Regions from separate parts of the Gasterosteus aculeatus genome. Here region 1 is linked to region 2. The links are chromatin contacts, called in public Hi-C maps. All regions are on one chromosome and are shown on one strand. Each heading gives the region's core, a stretch centred on a gene start, on an enhancer-like site or on the middle of the called end of the contact. The rest is flanking DNA. Distances are from core to core; before and after follow the strand shown.

Region 1 (6,891 bases), core at 2,101-4,600, 38 kb after region 2:
TCTCTCTCTACAGCCTCCATCCAGCATCGCAGCTGGGAAGCACTCTCCAGGTATCCTCCCCACTGCGACACGGTCCACTCTAATCGACTGGAGGAACAAAACAAGATATTTTTGTGGTTGTCTTTGACTGGAAAGTGTGGAACATGCATTTTTAGTCAAATCTGAATAAACATGGGAAGTATTACACCGTTTTCTTATGTGTTTCTTATGTATCTTTTCACTGTGCAGGTACAGTGTATATTTGATGATGAGGCCAATACATCTAAAAATGGGCTGTAATACTGGCTTAGTACCTTTATGCCCTGGTTCAAAACACACAGATTCACACAATTTTCCTTTGCCATCTGTTATCGCTTCATGTACAAATATGACCAATAGCCGTTCCCACACACACACACACACACACGCGCACTATTTCACCGGATACCCCAGGCCTCCTGATATCCCCTTCACCTTAAAACACAAACACACCCCGTGTGTGACTAACGGTTTTCCATCAACCATTTAATCCCTAATGAGATTCATTTTTCTAATTGCTCAATTAAACAACAACACCCACTGGACTGATGCACGTGCACAGACAAAAAGAGAACGTACTAAATCAAATACGTTAATCAGATTTATCAAATGAGACAAATACTGCTCATTATGTATTTAACCTAATGGTATTGAATGGCATTGAGACATCAATCCGTTACGGTGAAATAACCTGTCCGAAGAGAGGATTTTTTGGCACATGAGGTAAATGGCCTCTAACATATCCAGGGCTTAATGGATTAATAGATAAATAAAAAAAACAGAAAATCGATAATGGTTTGCTGTTTATTATTTGGCAGTTTGTCCAGTTTCTGCTATTGTGAATGCAATTCGGCAATGATGACATAACTCTAAGTTAAGGGAAGGACCTATTCTTCCTTTTGGCTTTAATTGCACACATAGAAGCTAAACCATCACATACTTTGGGTGATGAAAAAAAAGGTGAACGCTCTACCTGTGGCAGCTCATGGCAGTCACAATAAGCGTGGCCCATGCGTCCTCCACTTCCTGTAGCTGAGAGCGGACTACTTCCTGTCCGGCGGCTCCATAGCTGCGCAGGGCCAACTCGCCCTTACCCATCGCCATATTCAGCTTGACCTCGCCCTCCCCCTTCAAAAGCAGGATGTCCTGTGCAAACAGATAGAGGTCAGAGTGATCTGGATTTAGACATCAGAAATATTGATGAATACATTCTCAAGCAAACAGCTCCATCTTGTGTTTACCAGAACAACTGTAGAAAAACTATTAGTGTAGTTTAATCAAGTAAAGAAAAAAATACGTGTGGGCAATCCTAAAGAATCCAACCCCTTTTATCTCATTATATAAAATTATTAGTGTAAATTACAGATACATATAGCCTACCAGTCAAAGCCCCTTATTACCTGCACAGTCTCCAGCCTCTGCTCTAACTGCTCTTTGGTCCCCATGGTGCTGTCTACAGTACCCAGTCTCTCCTGGATCTCCTCCAGCCAGGCCCAAACCCCTTGGAGGGTCTCTCCAAAGGCCTGGCTCCCTTGGCAGCCTCGCAGCTTCTCCCTGGCTGCCTTCAACAGGGCCTGGTGCTCCATCTGGAGCTGGCCTGTCATTCTGACCTCCCCTCCTGATCCCCGGCATGCTTCAGACAGAGACTGGGCCTCCTGGCCGAGATGCTCGATGGAGTCCCTTGCAAGAGACAATGATATTGTTACGAATGTTTGACAACCCACGCTCGGGCGTCGACAACATATGGCTTCACACACCCACGTATGCACACCTTTTTGCAAGCAATTCCTCATGGAGGTTTTCTATCCTCTTCAGCTCTTCTGTGATGTCTTGGGCTCCTTGCTGGCACTCCCCCCCAAGAACGGGTTCTCTCTTGAGGCTGAGATCCATCTGCTTCAGCCAGTCTCTCATTCCCTCCACACAGTCATTAAAGCTGGAGAGGAGGTGCGTTGGCGTTTAATTATGATTTATTTGCATAAACACATGACACAACAACAATAGTAACTTACTTTCTCATGAGGTCAATACTCTCTTCCAAGTCTCGTTGGCTCTGAGAGCAGCAGTCCAGGTAGCTCCTCCAGTCTTTCTGACAGGAGGAGAGATGCTCTCGGATCTGTGCTGCTCCAGCTTTAGGCAAGTGGAGTTGTAGCCTCTCGGCTTCCACACGAACCTTAGAAAGACACTCTTCCCCCTCAGATCTCCGCTCGACTGACACCTGTGGATGTGTACAGAACATGTACAGACTTATAACACTCATATGTAACACTCAATTACTTCCTAAAAAGTGGTATAACGATATAAACAGCACACTTCATCTAAGAAAGATGCTGTAGTTTGTTCAATACAAGCCCAGATTTAGTTTGGCACAATGATGACATTTTGTATAGGGTAATGTAGTAAATATCAACAAGTGCAGTTACTAAAAACTGAGAGACTTGTGCATGATTTTGGTTTAACACAATTCCCTGACAACTGCACCAAAAGAAAAGCATAATGGAAGTATGGAATATAACAATACCTTTAACCGCTGCAACTTAGCTCCAAGCACCGCAACATCCCCTGATAGATTGGAACATTCTTTCAGCTCCAACTTCAGATCTGTGAGCCGGGAGTGGAAGTCTTGGATGAGATCTGCTTAGAGTAACATAAAGGACTGGTAAACAAAAGGCAAAATAAACAATGGCGACAAGTTGAGGAAAACTGAGGTGTTAAAATAAAGGCGCAGAATATTTAAAAGTGAAGGGACCCGAAGGAGGAGAGTGGGAAGAGATGTGTTGCGGCAGATACTAAGTGCGGGCGTGTCCGCGCTGTTGTGTGCTGGGTTGCCTTGGCAACAAGCCCAAAATGACACCCTCGAGAGCAGATGTGACAAGAGCGGCATTAATCTCTGAGGCACAGGTGTGTGTCTGAGCAGTTAGAGCACCAGTGTAACACACAGTGTGCAAACAGAGTGTGGGCTGTTGTGGATGGATTGAGTGTGCTATGGGAAAAAATGTAGGTTAATCAACAATAAATCTGTGCACCAATGACAAATAACCTCCCATCATGTAGTTGTGCACTGTTTGATTGGATTATTATAAGATTTTGAAGTACTATTAAAATACATATTTATTAAAGGGGAAGTTGTGAAGGTAAAGAACAAAAACGCCATCCAGGAGATCATTTAATAAAACATTAAACTATCTGGATTGAAATTGTACTCCAGAATACCCTCTTTACAGATACACAGCGATTACCGTTGAAGTGGAGCTGCAGCCCATCCTGCAGGCTGCCCTTGGTCTTGGCACAGCGTTGGGCAACAGCCTCTGTTCGCTTGACAATGGAGGTGAGGTCAGAGGAGAGGCATGACAACTCCTGAGAGGGATGAGACCTGCACAGCGCACTCAGAGCGTCCCTCGCTGAGTCCATGTCTGCCCTCTGTTGCTGCACAACGCTTTGCAGGTCCTGTAAATGAAAAGTGAGAAATAAGAGGATGTATATTGATAATTGGGGTTAAAGGGTGGTGGAGAGGGCAGAGTGTACATGTTCATCCACCTCGCAGATGTCAATTACTGCCAGATTAGAATGTATTCTTATGAAGAGTCTAAGCTCTGATCTCCTAAAGAGGGTCATAATTGAGGACAATAGGATACCAGGCGAAAATGTTCTCTGTGTTTAAAACATGCGATAGAAATAAACTAGCATTCTCTTAAGCCATTTAAATAATTAAGGCTTCACAAATGAAATGTTGTCTCATTGTATTAACTCATTTTGTGTTTTCATAGTGTAGATAGGAAGTAAAAAAGATGGTAATAGAAATAACTTTTGAATAAGAGGAAAGACTGCATGGTTACTTCTGGCATATTCTTTATGTACTCCTATGTAATCTGATATGTATTAGAATTTACTCATTGTGTTTTTGAATCACATTAAGGGAAATGATAGTGTCATACCTTTACTGTACCAATGTCTTCGGGAGAAGTAGCTTCAGTGAGGTCAGATAAGGAGCCCTCAACTGCCACCAGCCGCTCGGCCATCTGGGACATGAGGTCCTCCAATCGCTGCTTCTGGAAACTGAAGTACGTCACAGTGTGTTTTGCCTGGTTGTACACCTCTCGAGCATGGGCCATTTTCTTCCTCAGGTCCGACTCCAGGACCTGGTTCAATAAAGAAATGAAATAACATCATATCACCATATTCCCACGGAAACAACACACGCACAATGTGCTTTCAGGTGCTTATGATCCTTTTTTCCCATTTTAGTTTTTTTTGATAATTTTGATATCTACAAACAAATAAACCGAGCAGATGACCATGGCAACAAACAATAATCTGAAAACAAATTGAAAAATCGGTTTTGGAAGTAGTCTATCCCCCCTTTGTTCGGTATTTGGGGTCCTGAATAATGTATAATAATTTATAATAATAAATCCTTACCCCGTTCTTATAGTTTTTCATCGTCTGCCTGGATTCTACACATTTCATGACATTTACTCATCTACTCATGTCATGTCATTTGTGAAGCATTTGTGTTTATGTTCCATCCATTTTTCTTTTATATATTTTGTTAAATTCCTATTTTTGATTATGTATTTAAAGTACATGATCGTAGGTATTTTGGTTCTTATTTCTGCACCATTGGGAGTTTTGTAACAGAGTTTAAAATGCCCTGGCCTAAATGTCAATAGAAAAAAATATTTTTTAGCTGTTATATTCAACACTTTTACTCCCCACCTGCATTTGAATCGGAGTTTCTTGCAGTTTAGCTCGCTCCTTCAGCTCTGTGACTCTCTCTTGCAAGGTATCCAGCCTCAGTTCCCTCTTTTCGACCTCAGCCTGTAGATCAAAGGGCCGGACATTACAATAAAATCACACCCACTATGAAGTCACTTTGAAAACGACACCACCACAATCATTCACACACTGTTTCATGCAGACGGTCCAGCCTGCTCTGACCTGAAATGTGGCGAGACGGACCTCCGTCTGCTCTTCATCACCGAGGTTGGTAACACTGTCGGTGATATCAGCGATGGAGCCGGCAGCCCATTGGTTGATGTCGTGCTCCATGGACTTGAGGTCATTCCACAGTGCTACACAGTAGCCCAGTCTCTCTGTGTTGGTTTGTATTCTCTCTGAGACCTGAAGGAACAGAGACCAGCAATCTATTTAAGTATGGAATTGGACATGTCTCAATCAACAGGAGACTAAGGGGAGGTAGGATCTGTCTCCCTCTTTGCGTGTAGTTTTCTCTCGGTGTAACAAGGGACGGCACGCTTTACTGGGAAATGGAGGGAAAAACAAGACTCAATTGGTTTGACAGATGTGGGGATGAGAAGTGAGAGGAGGAGAGAGACAGAAAGGCACATAATGTGTCTAGACTTGTTTATATTTCTGTCTCATTTGTGACAGCTAAGCAGGCAACTAAATCTCTCAAGAGGAAAAAATTAAAAAGGGGAAAAAATTAAATAAATATCATTATAAGAGGAACAGCAAGTGTTTTGCTGAGCCGTAATGTGGATGTCAATATTGATTTTCACATAAAACCACACCACAAATCCCTTCTTAGTCGTTATCACATTTCAACTCCAGACAGAATTCATAAAGTACCCACGTGTCAGAATGGGGACAAATCACTACAGTCCTCAAGTATTATTTCACCATGTCCGAACACCTAGCTCAATTTGTCTATATAAAAAAACAGCTCCATGATTTCAGCCGTCTGGGCTTTTTCACCAAAATAGTGGCAGGGCACAGCATGCGTTATATCGACTACCATTCACCTCCAACCACTGGTCTCTTAACGTCTCCATGTCTCTCTGGATGGAGCTTGCATCAGAGTTGGGAATCTTCTCCAGTTCTCTCTGCAGGTCCTCCACTGTGCTGATGAGCTGGTCCATTGCTTCCTGCTTTTCTCTCAGCTCGGCTTGGACCGTATCATGCTGGAGGGACAGAGAAGAGTGCAGAGGGAATGATATGAGAACACCACTATCGGGAGAGATACTGTAAACTCTGTGATTTTAAGAAAGGAAACAAATAAATCTTCAACTATATGATAATATACATGACATATATAAAATAATCTGGACGATAGATTTAATAAAAAAGGTACTGACTCGTGTTAAAATCCTTTTGGCCTCCTGAGCGGTATGGCTGTGGTCAGGCAAATTGTAAGAAACAGCTTGAGCACTCTCAACGACAGTGATGAGGGTTGACTTCAAGTGGTGGAACTGGCGGAGAAGATCTACTACAACTCCACTCTGCTCTTGACTGAATGAGAAAAAAAAAGTCAACAGCGTTATTAGACATATAATTTGGCACTGGATTAAATTACAAAAAACTATGCAAGCGCTGTTTAACTGTTGCTGCTCTATATCACGAAAAAAAAAGTTATGGAATTTATATGATACAAATAAGTAAAAATGCCTTTGTGCTCCTCCATTCCTACCCCTTGGTGATCAGAGTCCTGACGCTCTCCCAGGCGGTCTTCACCAGTGCTACCTCTCTGAGAGCTTCCCCAGCCAGCTCGCTGTCTCTCTGGGCCAGCTGGCTTCCCTTCTCCTCCAACCACTGCTGGGAATGCTGCAGGGACTGGAGCTCATCATCCAGCTGGACAAAATAACGTAACCTGGCGAGGGAAGAGATGCAGAAGAAAACAATGGGGATTACTAGCTTCAGTAAGCTAGATTTCAACATATTATATCAAAATTCCTAGTTTAACAAGTTGAAAAAGATTAGAATCTATGGTTTAGCATCATTCATATGATATGTTCTCAAATTTTGGCTTACAGTAAGTTTCTAAATAAAAATGTAATAGTATATTCAGCAATATATCTTACCAAATTTGGCTGGTATGAGAGCAACATAGATTTTTTTCAAAACTGCAGGATACACAAA
Region 2 (7,233 bases), core at 1,144-3,643:
CCGGCTGTCATCTGACCACGCACACATCAAACGCGCACATCAAAAGAAGCAGGTTTAGGAAACGGGAGGCGAATCAAACAGAAAATGCCCGGATGTGAGTGAGGAGACAGAGAGAAAAATGAAGATAGAGCATACAAATTAATGGGGGAGTGCAGATTAGCCAGATTGCAGTGAGTACATTGATGATTAATTAGAAAGTCAGAAATCAAATACTGAGAAGAGACCAGATCACATTGCTGCTATTGACATCACAACTGGCAATACTTTTGACAAATTGACTCTGTACTTTAGCATTATAACACTGGATTTCTCTTTCAATAAATGAGCCACTGTAATTTTATACAGGATACGTCATAGGAAAGGAATGGCCATTACCAGGAAGTTGAAAATCAAACATTCAGTAAGTAGTAGACACAAGCACACACTGAAGTTATACTACATTAACAGCAGGAAGACTTTCTGAGGAATCCAGATGGTAAGGCATTGCATATTGAACCGAGAATACAGCAGCTGTCCTGGAAGTACCACAGTTGTCTGTGGGCCTGCATGCTTCAGTAGAGAGGTAGAGCAGAAATGTGAGCCAAGCCGTGGGCTGCTTTTTGGCAGTGAACTTGGCCGACTGACTCGAGACCTTGTTTTATTTGGTAGACTTTTTTGCCCGGGCTTTATGATGCAATGCAACGCAACGAAGAGGAGGGGCACAACAGCGCGTGTGGGAAAACTATTCCAAGTACTTAGAGGCTGAAAAGCACAGTCCCAACACCGTGGTTACGATGACACGGCACTAATAATGTTAAAACAATATCCAAGATATCAGCAGTCCTGGCAATCCATTTCTGCCACACACACACACACCGACTTATCAGGCTGGGCTGACACACAAACACGCACGCATGCAGTAGTATCCTGTTTCCTGGTATGCTGAGATCAAACACACCACAAACAGCAGCAACAGAGCAAAGAGGCTTTGAGAACTAAATCTGAATGAAAGACAGAGAAAGAGAAGGTATTAAGGTAAAAAAGCCCTGCAAGAATCGGGGTAATACGAACTGAAATTACACAGCACAATGTCAGTGCGGCAACACACTAGAGGAGACAGTATAGTAACACTTGCGGTTACATGGACTACAGGATAGATGCACAATTTGAGCCTCTGATTGAGCCTGCTGATCAGAGTTTAATTGCACAGACATAAACGTGTGACCTGTAATTATTACTGTCATCCACAGACACCCTCTAATTTGGGATAACTCTAGGCCAATTCCCATCATGGTGAAATGAGCTCTAAACACCCTCTATAAACTACTAAATGGTACCTGGTGTTTCCTTTTTGCAGTTTTGAGAAGCAGTGGTGTGGACAGAATAGGAGAAAGGATAGAAGCTACACACACACACACACACACAAACATTGCCCTCAAGAGGCATACAGCCATGCGGTACGTCATGAGTTAGTTTGTGGGTGTGTGTCCAAAAGAAGCTGTTCCACTCACCATGACGACAGAGGGGTGTGCTGGAAGCTGCTTGTTGGCCGCACCGTTGGTGGTTGCCAGAGAACCGGGCAGCTCCTCATCACTCAGCTCCTCCATGCAGTCCGAATGGCCGTCCACCTCGTTGACCGTCAGCAGCATGGTGGCGTGTTTGGCTTTCACCGTCAGCATCTTACACTTGGAGTGGAGCGAGGCTATTTGCTCCTGGTAGCTGCGGATCTTCTGGCCCAGCTCCTGTCAAAACATCCCACCATAAAAGACAGAAAACTCCACCACCCTCCGGGGTCAGGAGAGTGTGGTTCAGTCCACAACGGATGATCAATAGTTCCTGGTAAAGTAGGCTGCTGAGAGAGAAAAAAAAGGGGATGGTTGCGTGGGTTCAGCGCGAATGTGGTGCCGGCTTGAGAGTTGACGCAGTCTCTTTCCTCCCCGGTCTCTTGCTTTAGGCTTCACACTGTGTAGGACTGGAAAAGAGAATAGCACTGCCTCACTCTCTCCTTTTGCTCTCTCTTCTGCATCTCCCGGCCAATCGGAGCAGCACAGAGGCGGGTGACTCGGAGCAGCAGTGCAGCCAACAGACAGGATGTTTGGTTGAGAGAGAGAGAGACCCTCGCAGAAATAGTTCAAAATCTCCCAGACACTCCTACTCGTACACATACACGATTGGCAAGAGAAAAACAGGAAGTGATCTCACTGGCTCCACCCCCTTCCCTTCCTCTGCCCAACGCTTTCCTCCTCCAACAATCCTCGAGAGAGATTCTTTTCAACAAAAGGGAGTCGTAAGGAGAGAGGGAGCATTAAGGGAGTAGGACAGCGACAAAGATGGTGTCAAATTACAGCTATGGCATGAGGCGGGTTCCAACTCCTCCTTGCCTCCTCCCCCCTTCCACTCCCTGTGTCCCGCAGATGGTCAATGCACTCATAATCAGGTCATGTGACTAACTGGGCCAGTAGCGCTGCAGCTTTCTGCTCAGCTTAGAGAGCAAACAGACATAAACACACTCCCTTGCTAAGTCACTCTGCGGCACAGAGATTGCAGTAGCAATAAAATACCTACAGACAGCAGGGTCAATATTTTCCCCGTCAAGTAATAGGAATAGATCAAATCTGCCCGAGCCGAGCATATAAAGTTGAAACGCAATAATAAAAGTGTTTGCTTCTGTTTCTTTGCAGGTCTTTGTCTCTCAGTCTGCCACCTCTCTCCTTCCAGCAGGAGATGAAATGCTTTTACACAGCAAAGTTGAACTGCAACCAAAAGCACGGGCCTCGCAAAAAAAGATACACTTCACAAAGAACTTTTTTTCCAAGGAATGCAGACTATCTTTACATGAACCATCAGTTACTGGAGGAATGTTTTTGAGTTGGGCTTGTAGGGGCACAACCCAAGGTTTTTTCACACCTGCCGTATCTGGTGGCAATGATCTGATAACACATTGACATTTGTACTGCAGTATTTAGTCGAGAGTTTATGGTTTTATAGAGGCAACAAACAATCCCTGATTGTTGAATCAATCAACAAAATGGGAAAGAAAATATAAATAAATTGCAGAAAATTATGAATTTGATGCCTTCAGAAACAACACAGGCTGACAAAGGCTCTGACTGCTTCCGTCGTCACGGTTGTCCACGACTACTTGAAGATGTGCAGCATCAGTGCTGCCTTGACTTGATATCTTACACTGTTGCAAAGCACAGGAAATATATTATGATTCAAACATCGGTGCTTGATTTGGGCCTTATTAGAAACGTTTTTAGACAACAGACAATCACCGTCTTGTCAAATGCCAAGTGGCCTCTCTTCTGTTATCCTGGTGATGTGATCTTCTTATCTCCATTACAGTCAATGTCCAGAAACTCTTTATGTCCCTGTTGCTTTGCTGTTATTTCACAGCCTACTTGATGATAACAAGCTGTGCATTTCATCAATAAAGACTAATCATAAACTGCACAATATGGCCAAAAGTGTTGTTCATGATTCCTCATCCTCCGGCTACAGCTTACAATGATATCATAAACAATATTTTGCTTCGAACTTTGTGGAAAGTCAAAACCAGATATAAGTTGTATATGATATATGTTTTAATAACTATATGAGAGAGAATGTTTCTCACTGACCTCATGGTGGTGTATTTGAGCCTGAAGTTCCTGGATATTATTGGTGGAGACGGGTCGGTCCTGGATGATGCGGTGAGCCTCTTCTATTAATCTCTGGAGGTTCTTTACTTCCTGTTCATACTGCTCGTACTGCACCACAGCCTCCTGGGAAGGAGAAATCATAACAAAGAAAGCTTGAAGCCGCATATTTTGTCAAATAATTATAAAATGTGACACATATTACTTTAAGGGAGTCAGTGTCAGACATCATCTCTTCCACCATCTATGTCACAATGCTTTCATGATATCGATTACTATGCACAGTATCACTAAGTGTAACTACATGCATATCCAGTGGGGCATTTGACAGAAGGTGATGAAGACATTATATTCAAATATCTTAAATCCTAAAGGTAGACATCTGAGATTTGCTGCTGTTGGAGTAAAGACACGTTTTAAACACCTCTTCTGTTGATTATGAGATCTCAAAGTCTGCGTAAGCAAAACCTCCAAGATAAAACTTATAATATTGCAGTTATTGATCACACATTTGATCCTCAGAAAAGATCAGACAGACTGACTCTTTGTTTCAAATCTTCAGTTTGGATGAATCATCATTACAATGAGCCCAAAACCAAGGATAGGAGGATAGCAGTGGTCTAATAGGGGCTCGACAAAAACACAGGCATTCCTGAGATGGCCTGTTGGCACGCTGCAGCAGGAGTTTGAGCAACCAGTGGCAAGTCAATGTAGAACTCTAGAACTCCTCCCACAGGGTGACAAATGACCAATATAGATGTCAACCGCTTCGAGGCATGACGATTTTTCAGTTTTTACAGTTCTTATCTTGACAGATCATTTGGTCGTTTTAGGGGGGGACAGAACTGCCCTCTACCTGCAGGATGTTGCACTGCTGGATGGTGGTGTGCTGCAGTTGGCTGGCTTCTTGCTGCAGAATCTGAGCTGTGCGGCAGATAGTCAGGCTGGCCACTACCTCCTCTGGAAGCCGGAGGGCGCTCTGACACTGCTGTACTGCCGCCACCTGCTGCTTGAAGCCCTCCATTTCCACCAGCAGACGCTTATAAGGGAATGGAGGGTTGCAAGAGAGTGAGGAGGAATTGTTGGGTGTGTTAGTAAGCAATGCTGTAATGAGAAGAGTTGCCTCTAAGTTGACGCAGTTTATTACAGTATTTGTAATTGTCTACATGCAAACATACATGTGCAGTATTCTGTTAATGTTGAAATTCTGATCTTTACTAAAACATTTTTATCACCTGTCTCTGTGTGAGCTGCTCTCTGAGGCTGAGTCTGTTGAGGTCTGGCGAGGCAAGTGTGATCTGGATCTGGTCTACAGCAGCATGGAGGATCTTCACCTCCGCCTCCAAAAGCAACATGTCCTGAAGGCAACAAATTACATGTTATATTGTATTTCATGTTATATTCAATTTACATTTGTAACAAAAGTCATGCTATATCTACACTCTAGACCCAGAAATCTATAAAAAAGCACAAAATATTATTATTATACCACGTGTATGGCAATAAGATTACCGTAACAAATTACTGCTGCACGACAAGATAAAGCAGTGGATAAAATTATGATGGTGCAGTACTCATTAATGACCACGGCCACAGGCCACTGTTGTGTTGTTGTCCTTGTTTTGCACCAAAATGTTCTGATTTAAAAAAAAAAAGTAAGTACGTTTCATAATAAAGATAATTTGATGAGGCTAAAAATAATTTTGAGGTGAAGTAGTACTGGTGTCTAAAGGCAGTACGTCGTTCATACCTTTGCTGCATCCTGCAGACTCTGGAGGCGAGTCTTGGCAGTTTGCTGCAGCTCCTCGGTGTGTCTGCTGAGGTGTTTCACCTGCTGGATCCACCCCTCCGTCTGCAACACCTCCCCTAGCTGCCCCTCCCTCTCCCCCATGGCCTCCAAGTCACCATGGAGACCACGGCACTCCCGCAGCAACGCCTGTCACCATAGGAACATACATAGGAACATAAATTACACATCAGACAGAGGAGCATTTTGTGTTGTGTAATTATACTAATTAAGGTCGGCCAACAGTACATGACATTTCACTGAAAATCCAATAAGTGAGAGACCCTAATTAACTGTTAATTTGTGGGGCGTCTTCAGATTAACTAAATTGATATAGGGGATATTAATATTTAATCTTTTGGACAAATAAATATAATTTCTTTCAGAGATATTAAAGCCATCTCTACTGTAGTGTGCTCACCTGGTGTGCTCGAATTTGCTCCTGCATCTGTGACGCAGACCCCCAGATTATACCACCAGTCACCAGAGCTTCTGCCTTCTCTGTCCAGCCCAAAATAAATGCCTTCATACCCCGATATTCCTCCACCTGTCTCTCTGCCTGCTCAGCAAAGGAAGAACAAGACAAACGTTTAAGAATGACAAATATAACACTGTGCACTGTATTTTTGGTTTGTTTATGGGAGCAACATTGTGAACTGACAGAGTCTACATCACATGTTGAACTGAAAGAAAGTCTCACCTTCTTCAGTCTGTTGGCTCTGTCCTGCACCTGCTGCGTGGTGTGCCGCTGCACCTCTGTCAGTTTGGCCACGGCGTCGCCCAGCTGCTTACACAGCAGAGGGTTCTGCTCACCAAACTCCTGCACCACTACTCCTAACTCTGCCACCGAGCGACCACAGCATTGACATTCTTCACAAAGAACCTGCAAGAGAAGGTCAGGGCAAAACGACAGGAGAGAGGAGAGGAAGTCAAGTTGAGAAAAATAAAAGTGCAACTGTAGTGAAAGTAAAATAAGAAATTGTGGTTTTACAAGAGAAGAGTGTGTAATTATAGAGCAACAGAGGCTCCGGTATTCATTTAACTACACACACTTCAAGCCTTGTGGGTCTACAGATGGGCAGAAGAGGAAAAACGTTGGGCTGTGTCTCCCATCTGGGATACTCCTCTCACAAGTGGGTCATTGTTGAAGGCAGAATTCAGTTCATGCCATTCATACACTCCAACAATCATTAACCCCAACATCTGCAAAATGAATAGTCAATTTAACAGGGGTTAATTGCTTGTTAATTAGTCAATCTGTCTAGTTGATTACTTTGGTCTCTTCTTTTGCCTCCTCCAGGTCGGCGCCCTTGTCTTCCAATTTCAGAGCGATGGTCTTCAGTTTCGCGTCAATGTCCTGGAGTCTGAGGCTGAAGTCCTCTTTCACATCTCTGGTCTGCTGAACCTCCCGTTCTCTCGCCTGGACCTAAAGCAGATCAAAAACTAACATTTTAACATTTAACATTTAACATTGACAATGTCATAGACCAGACCCGAGTAGAACTCATACAAGTGAGTGGAAGCTTTTCAGTGGTACATACTATCATAGGCTCACTGCTTCACTTTTGTTATGCGCTTTTAACTCGATTAACTTACTAAACTCACATTTTACAGCTCTAATTAGTTAATGCCAGTTAAACGCTGGCCAAGAGAGGTCACCTGGTCTTCAGCGGATCCCAGAGCCAGAGCCACTTCAGCCAGTTGCATACTGAGCTCAGAAGGAAGACCCGCCTGGAGGTCCTGGTACTTGGATTGTTGCAGCTCTGTCATGCGCTCCACACTCTGACGCCTGCTGATGACCTCACCATGTGCCGTCTACAACACAAA

Evidence for each region. A called contact is a pair of places that touch in the nucleus more often than the background predicts.
Region 1: a contact with region 2 is called in a Hi-C map of skeletal muscle, with 2.0 times the contacts expected there. The contact joins two enhancer-like sites. A contact is called at or near these places in 2 of 6 Hi-C or Micro-C datasets (both in skeletal muscle).

What each region holds. Positions count from the first base shown.
Region 1 is chr18:8,994,466-9,001,356 of fGasAcu3.hap1.1, forward strand. syne1a (spectrin repeat containing, nuclear envelope 1a) reads right to left here. Exons shown (of 147, transcript XM_078093108.1): 40 at 6,443-6,622; 41 at 6,111-6,264; 42 at 5,778-5,936; 43 at 4,954-5,136; 44 at 4,732-4,833; 45 at 3,951-4,154; 46 at 3,255-3,462; 47 at 2,537-2,649; 48 at 2,028-2,233; 49 at 1,790-1,951; 50 at 1,419-1,698; 51 at 992-1,164; 52 at 1-87. Among protein-coding and RNA genes, the nearest start is that of syne1a, 44 kb to the right of the region's middle. Within about 2 kb of position 3,351, at least 1 of the 9 cell types and tissues checked has open chromatin away from gene starts, as enhancers often do.
Region 2 is chr18:8,957,453-8,964,685 of fGasAcu3.hap1.1, forward strand. It overlaps syne1a (spectrin repeat containing, nuclear envelope 1a), which reads right to left. Exons shown (of 147, transcript XM_078093108.1): 84 at 7,066-7,221; 85 at 6,680-6,832; 86 at 6,107-6,289; 87 at 5,828-5,965; 88 at 5,371-5,556; 89 at 4,856-4,978; 90 at 4,477-4,659; 91 at 3,603-3,746; 92 at 1,491-1,721; 93 at 1-11. Among protein-coding and RNA genes, the nearest start is that of esr1, 44 kb to the left of the region's middle. Within about 2 kb of position 2,394, at least 9 of the 9 cell types and tissues checked have open chromatin away from gene starts, as enhancers often do.